Regions from separate parts of the Mus musculus genome. Here region 1 is linked to region 2. Evidence: chromatin contacts called from public Hi-C data. All regions are on one chromosome and are shown on one strand. The core of a region is the stretch at or near the end of the contact, and the rest is flanking DNA. Distances in the headings are between cores, read along the strand shown.

The links. Hi-C and Micro-C count contacts between places; a contact is called where the count stands out from the background.
Region 1: a Hi-C map of CD4 T cells shows a contact between it and region 2, with 3 times the contacts expected there. The contact joins two enhancer-like sites. A contact is called at or near these places in 12 of 39 promoter capture datasets (the 3T3-L1 cell line, the C10 cell line, the HPC-7 cell line and 7 more), 2 of 484 Hi-C or Micro-C datasets (CD4 T cells and bone marrow-derived macrophages), 15 of 115 datasets of contacts at active chromatin or transcription factors (the 230-238 cell line, the SCID.adh cell line, T-cell acute lymphoblastic leukemia and 8 more) and 3 of 9 other capture datasets (adipose tissue, embryonic stem cells and liver).

The regions. Positions count from the first base shown.
Region 1 is chr12:100,541,549-100,546,410 of GRCm38.p6, forward strand. No RefSeq gene overlaps it. Among named protein-coding and RNA genes, the nearest start is that of Ttc7b, 23 kb to the left of the region's middle. Within about 2 kb of position 2,798, at least 9 of the 459 cell types and tissues checked have an H3K27ac peak or open chromatin away from gene starts, as enhancers often do.
Region 2 is chr12:100,162,277-100,167,040 of GRCm38.p6, forward strand. No RefSeq gene overlaps it. Among named protein-coding and RNA genes, the nearest start is that of Nrde2, 5.0 kb to the left of the region's middle. Within about 2 kb of position 3,050, at least 40 of the 459 cell types and tissues checked have an H3K27ac peak or open chromatin away from gene starts, as enhancers often do.

The DNA of each region.
Region 1 (4,862 bases), core at 1,548-4,047, 380 kb after region 2:
TTATTAAGGAAAACATTTCAATAATTATCAGTACAAATAATTTTCAAAAAGTTTGCCACTCAAAAATTTAGTTCTAATTTTATTATATGGTAATATATTCACATTAATATCTTATGAAAAAACAATCTACAGTTTGAAAAAAATCTATTTATATTTGCTATTAAAAGCACTCTGAAAAATTTAAAACCTATTTTGTTCTCTCCAAAACAGTTTATCATTGCCTCCTCCAGAAACTAATGTTATATCATGTGACGTCTCAATCAGGGGATAAAAAGATCTTTGAGTTCAGTGTTACACTGATAAACTTTTTTAGGTGTTATGAATATAAATTAACCAAGCTAAAGACATTTGGGGGCTGGAGGTGTGGATCTTGTCTCAAACACAAAGACCCGGGTTTGTGTTCTCACCTCTAGCACTGTTTTTAAAAACTGGTAAATGTTGGAGTTATGAGAGATAAGAAAGATATTTCTGCAACTTTTAAAAGTATTTTGATTGCTTGAAAGGTCAGTGCTTCGAATGGCTTTGTGAGTATGTAACAGTTCAGTTAGCTGGTGCAGCTGAACATGCCTTTGAGAGCATCAGAAAACACAGGATCTAGAGTCCAGGAAGCCCACACCAAACAGGGACAGAGCTGAAAGGGGAATCCAGTGCTCTCATTAGGGCAACTAGCTCTCCGGATTAACCACGAGAGCAGGAAGCTGGATGTGTCAACAGCAACACACAACACTCTGGTCTGTTAGGTACTGGGAAAACATGGGCCCCTTCCCTCCAGCTAGAATACTGGTGTCATCTATAAGAGACTATTTTGTCCCCAAATGTGGTTATATCATGTTAATGAGGGCTGGGTGACATTCTTCAGTCAGGTGTTCTTGTTTGGGCCATTTCTCAAGTGACTGTATTTTTTCTAGAGGTTTTGTTGTCGTTTTGCAGAGTTTTAAAAATTAAAATGAAGGTCAGACTCCTCCGGTTTTCAGTTATTTGGGAAGTGGCAGGGGAAGGCTCCCCGAGGCTCAGGTGTTAAGAGGCCACTCTGGACAGCACATCTCCCCCCAAAGCAATCATTTCAAATGTGCCACTCAGATGTTTTAGAGTATGCACAACACCGTAAACTATTACAGCTACCTAGTCCCAGACCACCTCATCACCCCATGCCCTGTTCCCTCATTCAACAGTCTAAGTGGTCACCCCCATTTCCCACTCCCAGTGGTCTGTGGGAATCACAGACCTTCCAACATCTGTGGATCTAGATTCTGCATCTTTACTCTAAATGGCATTACGCAGTGTGCGGGCATTTGTGCTTTGAGAGCCACCTTTCCAAACACCAAGCCTCGGGTGCTCAGGGCTACTGCTCGGCCCTTGAAATGCATCTTAAGAGTTTTTAGAACTACCACATATAATGAAATTCTACTTTTTTTGACTGGCTTTTACCACGTGAAAACGAACTATAATCAGTAGTACAAACTATTAGGTGGCTGTGTAGAATCCTTCCTTACCTGGCGTGCACAAAGGCCCAGAGTTCAAGCCCCAGCAATACAACAATTACCTTTTGACCCTGTGTTTGGAGAAGAAAGATAATTCTTTTTTAGATTTTTCCTTTTTTCCCCCCGCTTCCTCTCCTTTCCTTTTCTTTCAACGGGGTCTCATTTAACTCAAGCTGGTCTCAAACTCACTTAAGTGGATGAGAAAATCATTCTTTAGCATTCCTAATAATAAGATTTATTTATTTTATGCTTATGAGTATTTTGATAACATATTTGTCTATGGATCATGTGTGTGCCAGGTACCCTCAGAAGTCAGAGAGGATTGGACTCCCTGGTACTAGGTTTTACAGATGGTTGTGAGCTGCTATGTAGATTCTAAGAATTGGCTCCTCTGTAAGAACAAGTGCTCTGAACTGCTTAGCTATCTCTCCAGCCCCTGCAATGAGGAAACTGGTCTCACGATCCTCCTGCCTCCACCTCCCAGGTGCTGAGATTAAACGTGCAGACACTCCAGAGTGAATGCAGTTTTTGAAGGAAGAAAGAATAAGAAAAAACAGTGAAACACTTCAGGTGACTGAAGTGTTTAATAGTGGTATGCACCCAGCATGCATTTTTTTTTCTTGATAACGCTGACATTTAAGCTATTCTGGAAGACTGACTTGAGAACACCAAACCACTTTTAAGCATCTTGATACATTTAATGAGGGCTTAGTCACCTGTGAAATGTTTTTCAAAAACTGAAGTTAAAATAAGAAGCCTTAGAGTACTGATGATCAGGTCTCACAAAAAATGAATTCCTTCCAGAGATTTCTTTGCTCTCCATAAATTTGTTCCTATGGGTTTCATTACTTTTTTTCCTTGTTTTAAAACAGTGGTGTGTGTGTGTAGGGGGGGGGGGAGGGGGGGTTTATGTGTGTTCGTGTGTGGTATGTGTACTGTATGTGTGGTGTGGTGTGGTGTGGTGTGGTGTGTGTGTGTGTGTGTGTGTGGTATGTGTAGTGTATGTGTGGTGTGGAGTGTGTGTATGTGTACACATGGAGGCCTAAGCTAACTGGAAGCTGAAAGAATTGGCCAGAGGTCTTGGCAGCTCTTGGTGCTGAGCAGACAAATGTGCGAATTCAGGATCATTATGGTAAAGTGGCCCCGATAAATACCCCAGATTTTCAGTTGGGCCAATTGAAACCCATAGCAGCCAATTGCTAGGAGTAACAGCTACGTTTAGTATGTAAGCCCCAATTCACCCAAACTCCAACCCCTGATGCAGTCATGATGCTCTGCCTACATTTCATGTAACAGCCAGAAGAAAATGTAGCGCTCATAGAGATCATATAACCCAGAGCTTCTGTGATCTTAAAACCACAATGTAAGATGCTTGATCAGCTCACGAGGCAAGCCAAAAAACAAGAGGAAGCGACTGAAACCTAAGAGAAAATGTGGACAACAGAAACAACCAATATGAGGTAATTCAATCTGATCTCTTCTTTTCTGAGAGCTGAGATAATTTTAATAAATATGTTCAAGAATATAAAAAAAGGAAGAATGGGAATTCACTAGGGACTTGGGTATATGGAAGAATCAACGAGTATTTTAGACCTTGACATAATATAGAAAATTAAATTTCAAGTTCAATAGACATAGGAGAAGAGAGACCCAGTGAACTAGAAGACAGGTTGGTAAAAATAGGTTTAACCACAGGGGAAGAGGATGGAAAAAATGGGGAGATAATTTGTAACATGTCTCAACTTTCTCCCTCCCATCTAGCTAGAGAAAAGAAAGATACTTTCTCTTTGAAATAAGACTTAGAACTGACTTTGCCACAGATTTTAAGGAATGTAACAGTATTTTAAAAGTGGCAAACCTAGGACTGCATATTCAGCAGTACACTTCAAAAATAAAGGCAACACTGAACTGTGCATTTTTAGTGTTTGATTCCTGCTGTTAATACATTGTATCCCAACAAAGGTGTTAGGAAAAATAAAAGCAAAATATTTAGAAAAACAAAAACCAAGAGAACATAGCGAAGGCAGGTCTGGCATTAAAAGAAGCACTGTGTCATATAATGAAGTTTTTAAAGTCAAGGACAGACCACATATGACAATGATCCTGTAAGAGGATACAAGGTAGTGATGTCATAGCTGTCTTCTGTCAAAAATGCTGATTTTTGCATGATGTGAACTCATCTATCTTTAAACTCATCTTAGATTTGTTTTCACGTTTAATTACATGTCTGTGTATGGGTATGTCCACCTAAGTGTGAGCAGCAGGGGGCCTGAGGCACTGGGTCCCCCTGGAGCTAGAGTTATGGTGCCTGTGAGCTGCCTAATATAAAAACTACAGTCCTGGGCAAGAACCCTGTGTACTTATAACCACGGAGCTGTCTCTACAACCCCACCTGACTCCGTTTCAAAAAGAATGCTCCAGACAGAAAAGATAATCTCAGATGGAAATACAGAAGAGTGAAACAGAATGGAGAGCAAAAAGGAGACAATCAAACATCAATAAAATATAGGCTTTAAAAATACATAATGCAAAACCTTGTATTTAAAAGAAGAGGGCGTAAGACAAATCTGAGTCAAGGAGGAAGTGGGACACATGGAAAACGAACGTTAATATGGCGGACTTAACACCAACCGTCAGTGATCACATCAGCTACAAACAGTTCCGGCATGCTTCCATTAAGGGTCACTTTTCCACACACATACAAAAAAAAAAATCCCCTTCTCACTGAGGCCAGGTAGGGGCTCATCACTGTACAGACTTATTAACTTGAAGATGGAAAAGTGATGCAAGAGAAAGCACACATACCAAGTGTGGGAACAACATAACTCCAGTGTAGTCAAGCAAGCCAGTGTCGTGGAGAGGAAGGGGGTCATCTGATCTAAGGCAACTGGGCTCTGGCTCCCAATTATCCACACAGAACCAGAGGAAAGTCACTCTTTTTCCTTCCTCCTTTATCTTTTGGTGAGATGGATTCTTAACTTGTCAAAAGCTGTGAAAGAACAGTTTTATCACTGATCTCAGCTTCAATTATTCTCACTAAGTTTTCCACCCCACACCGGCGGTGTGTGCCACCTCTGAGAGAACTATGCCAGCTGCACCTGGAGCGCCAACCTTAGGAATTCCTCCTCTGCGTGTACATGTGGTTTCCTCTCACACAAGTCATGCCAGTGAGGCTTCTAGAGCTGCTTCCCCCAACCTTGGTACTTAAGGATTCAGGTTTTAAGTCCACAGCATCTGTTGTCCTTCTCTCTCACCAAGAGACTATGTGCATTATTATGTCCTAAGTGGTCCTTTCACCCATGCTCGTAGTCTCAGCCAGCCGGACGACAGGAGTAGAGCACCTAAGGGAAACTGTGAAGAATGCAAATACTCACCACAGTC
Region 2 (4,764 bases), core at 1,800-4,299:
GTTTTGTTTTGTCTTGTTTTTGTTTTTGAGACAGGGTTTCTCTTTATAGCCCTGGCTGTCCTGGAACTCACTTTGTAGACCAGGCTGGCCTCGAACTCAGAAATCCGCCTGCCTCTGCCTCCTGAGTGCTGGGATTAAAGGCGTGTGCCACCACGCCTGGCAGGGTTGTTATTTTTTTTCAACATTTGTAAGGGTGAAAACTACGTGCTCCACACAAATGGGCATAGGACTAAATTTGCTATGGCTGTGATTGCCAGACCTTTACAAAATTTGCTACTAGGTTAAACTAAACGTTACGTATTGAACTAGACCTGGTGGCGCACACCTTTAATCCCAGCACTTGAAAGGCAGAGGCAAGTGGATCTCGAAGTTGAAGGCCAGCCTGGTTCTGCAGAGTGAATTCCAGGACAGCCAGGGCTACTTGGAGAAACCCTGTCTCAAGAAAATAGGAAAGTTTTGAATATTCTTTTCTGCCTAGAAAACCCATCACAAAGGACGTGAGAACCACTGACTTCACTGATCCTTACTCTAGCTTCCACGTGTAAACTCTGGGTATTTCCAGGGCGGGTGCCAGGGATTTCTCAACATAAACCAGAAATGGTTTCAGATCACCGATTGGCTCTATGGATATATGGCTAAGGGAAGAAGTGCGGTAGTTATTGTTATCAAGACCTCTGAAACCCATGACATCACATAGGTGACAGCGAGACCCCCATACCTGTTGCCAAGGCAGCAGCCACCATATTCACAGAATCCACTTGGCTCACCTCCCACCTTTACCTGTGACTATGTCACCATGCATATATAGAGAAAGGCCCCTCTGATCTCTCGATCTCTCTCTCTCTCCTTCCCTCCCCCCCCCTTCTCTTTCCACTGCCACTTTGCCCTTCTCTCTCTCAATAAACCTCACGTGGAACTGTTTGGCCTGGTGTGGTCTTTCTGGAGCTGGGAGACGATCACAACACTAGTAGCCACCCAGTGTGCGTGCAGAGTACAATGGCCCAGAAGATGAGGAAACTCAGCCAAGCAGAGAAAAAAAAGGAAAGGCCAGGTTCGAGTTGAAGAAGACCCCAGTGGTTTTGAACTGCTACTTCTTGATGCCCCTGGAACCCAGCCTCACTTCTGTGTGTTTGCTATAGAAAACCACCGAATATACTTATTTTTCCCATTTGGGGAATCAAATTCAAGTTCACTTTCTATCACTGCAACCCAAGGGTCTTAGAAACAGAACAAGTGAGTAAATTTCCACATGCTGGGTCATGGTCCCAGAATCTGGTCCTGTTCCCGGTCAGTTGGAATGATGACCTCTAAGCTGGTCTACTCAGGCTAGGCCAAAATCAGACTCCCTTTCATCTTTCTGCAAAAAAGAATCCACACTAACTCAGGGAAACTGGAGGAACAGGTCTATCTGCCCACTCCATCCTAAGGAATTTTTTGTTGGTCCCTATGAAGAAAACAAAAATATGCCCTTGGGAAACCAGAGCTAACAGCAAGAAAATAAAGGTCTGGATCTGTTTCAGCATGTGGAGGGGAGTGGGGGCAGGTTGAGGGTGGAGGGGAGTGGGGGCAGGTTAGGGGTGGAGGGGAGTGGGGGCAGGTTGGGGGTGGAGGGGAGTGGGGGCAGGTTGGGGGTGGAGGGGAGTGGGGGCAGGTTGGGGGTGGAGGGGAGTGGGGGCAGGTTGGGGGTGGAGGAGATTTTGCTTCTTACCTAATTTGTTTTCTTTGGAAGCAGTGTGTGTGTGTGTGTGTGTGTGTGTGTGTTTGGTGGGGGGTGGGTCTAAGATTGAAAAGTTGTGGGTTTTTTTTTTTTATTCAGATTTATTCTATTTTATACAGATGTGTCTGACCTGCTCGTTTATATGTGTACCACATGTGTACAGTTGCCCATGGAGGCCAGAAGGAGGCATCAAATCTCCTGGATTTGAATAGCCTGATCTAGACACTAGACATCTACAAAATCAGCTAGTGTTCTTAACCACTGAGCCATCTCTCCAGCCCAGGAAAGATGTTAGGTTTTAGTGGTCAGATACAATTCCTAAGATCATTCTTTGGTTAAATCTATAAATAAATGCATAATTTAAGATTCACACAGTCTACATTCTGTCTAAAATGAAAAAGGTTTTGAGAAGCCCCTCAGAAATACACAGAAAGAACCCAACCTGGGTCCTCTGTAAGAGCAGCAAGTGTTCTCAACTGCTGAGCCATCTCTCCAGCCCCAATGTGTATTTTTATAATTATACCCGTGACTATTTTTCCTCTTAATGTTTGGAGCATCTCAGTTCCTCACTGAGGAACCTCATAAACATGTAGTAGAGAAACCATTATACTTCATTCAAAGGATAGGCCCATGATCCACTTACCCAGTTCCCTCTGGCTAGATATTTAGCAGAATCCACTTCTTGTATCATCTCACCTTTGTTATCTAAGATTTCTCTAAAGTGTTCAGTGGTCCCAACAGGCATAAGATCTCAAGTGATAACTTGCCCACCAGTATTCTGGGGAGTACTTGTAACGCTGAAGTGATGGATGGTTGCTTCCCTGGTGCCCTAAGTGATAAAATGCACAACCAAGGACAGTAAGATGAGACTTCCTCAAAGACAAACAATTTCAAGTAATAAACCTGAGGCTCTGTATATACATTCCAGAAAGGTTCTGACTGCAGCCAATAGCACTCTGCATATACATTCCACAAAGGTTCTGACTACAGCCAATAGCACGCAGAGGCTTCTCCACAGGAAGTCCTGGCCTGAAGAGTGAAGTGCAAAGATGGTCCTCGTCAGAAGACAAACTCGTGATACATTTCTATTGAACACCTCATTTGCAATTGTGGAATCAGGTAACATTTCACCTTAGAAAATGAAGTGGGCATTCCAGTGCGCCAAGAGAGGCACCTGGTTTTGCAAACAGAAAACTATGGAAAGAAGCAGAAATTAAGACCAACAACTTCAGAGTATCAGAAAGACAGAAGCCACTGTCTGCTCCACATCAGGTTAGTTTCAGATTCCTTTGTTGGTAAAGATCAAAACAGCGCAAGTGTTGTGGTCGCATGAATTGAAACTGGAAATCTGATCTCCTCCTGACTAAGTCTTCAGAGGCACACTTGAGTTTGATGGTACAGTGTTTTAGCACACATGACTCCATTTTGATTCTTGGTTTAGTCCTCTGGGGGGCAATGCAGAAGCTTAGTCCAAAACTGCGATGACCTATAGTGTTTCTATGACATCTATGAATAAACAACAGTTTAAAAGCAGCACGGGAGAGGTAGAAACGGACCACCCCTCTGGAAGACTCTACAGAGGAAGAGCCATTTAACTGGGTCTTAAATTGTGAGGCATTTACTAAATAGGTAAATGAAAAAGACAAATGAGGAAATGGTGTGTGCAAAATTTCAAGTGTGCTCAAGGGTCCTCAGGGCAGACTGTGGCTGAGGTGACACGAGAGGGGCTGTAAAAGCCTGGAAGAATAGCCGGGAGGAGGGCCTAGATACTCCTGACGCTGTATAACAGAGAGTGTAGGGGCTTGAGAGATGGCTCAGTGGTTAAGAGCACTGGCTGCTCTTCCAGAGGACAGGAATTCAATTCCCAGCATGTACATGGCAGCTCACAACCATCTGTAATTCAAGTTTCAGGGAGTCCAACATCCTCTTCTAGTCTCTCTGGGCACGCCTGTATGTATGCAGGCAGAATATTCATACACATACCTTAAAAATAATAAATAATAAAAACAAAAATAATAAATGAATGAATGAATGAATAAATAAATATTTGTTGCCCCTAGGGGGAAGAAACATTAAACCCTTCAAATTCCCAAGTAATAAGATGGGAGAATAGGTAGGCCTTGATCGTAGCTAAGTTTAAGCTAACAACATCCTGGGAGGGGGAAGGAGGCCATTCCAGGAAGACCAGCTATGGGCTTGCACTGAAGAGGTTACTGGAGACTGACTCCCATCATGTCTGAGTAATGAAAAAACCAAATGAACAATAAGCCAAGAAACTTCCAGAATACGGCTGACTGAGCTTCCTAAGCAGGCAGAAGCTGCTGCGGCAGGAATGGTACATCTCAATTCCACAGGAAGGGGGCACACAAGCTCCATGTTAGGGACCCTGACAAAACTCACCCTCTGAGTCTTCTCATTTGGCTGATCCTGACGTCTAACATTTGTAATAAGACTGTAAGAGTAGACACAGTCATGAATATGCATGAGAGATTGGCTCCAGACTCTCCATGGATATAAAAAACAATGGAAGTCCCACTTAGGATGTATATGCCATTTCCACATAACCTACACACATCCTTTGGTATTCTTTGAATCCATCCAGACTACTTGTAATACCTAGGACACAGCCAGCCAACTACAGAGGCCACTTTCTGAATCCTGCAAGATTTTCTAGCAAATTATTGAATCCAGGCAGGTGTTAGGATCCCCAAATTTGCAGCCCTTTGTGTGTGTGTGTGGGGGGGGGTGCATGTGAATGCAGGTGTCAGCCGAAGCCAGAGGTACCAAGTCCCTTGGAGCAGAGTTACAGGTGTTTGCCAGCCAGCTGACGTGGGTACTGGGACCGGAACACAGGTCCTTCACTCTTAACCTCTGAGCCACCTCTCCAGCTCTTGATTCATATGTTCTTTTTAAAAGGTAAGAAGCCAGATCTCAAATCAGGACTTTCAAAGTCAAAGACCTCAGCAGTGAAAAATCATGTGATAGTGACTGTTATTCCAGCATAAAAGCAATCCTCTGCCTCATTATTGATGCTGACGTCATCGGAC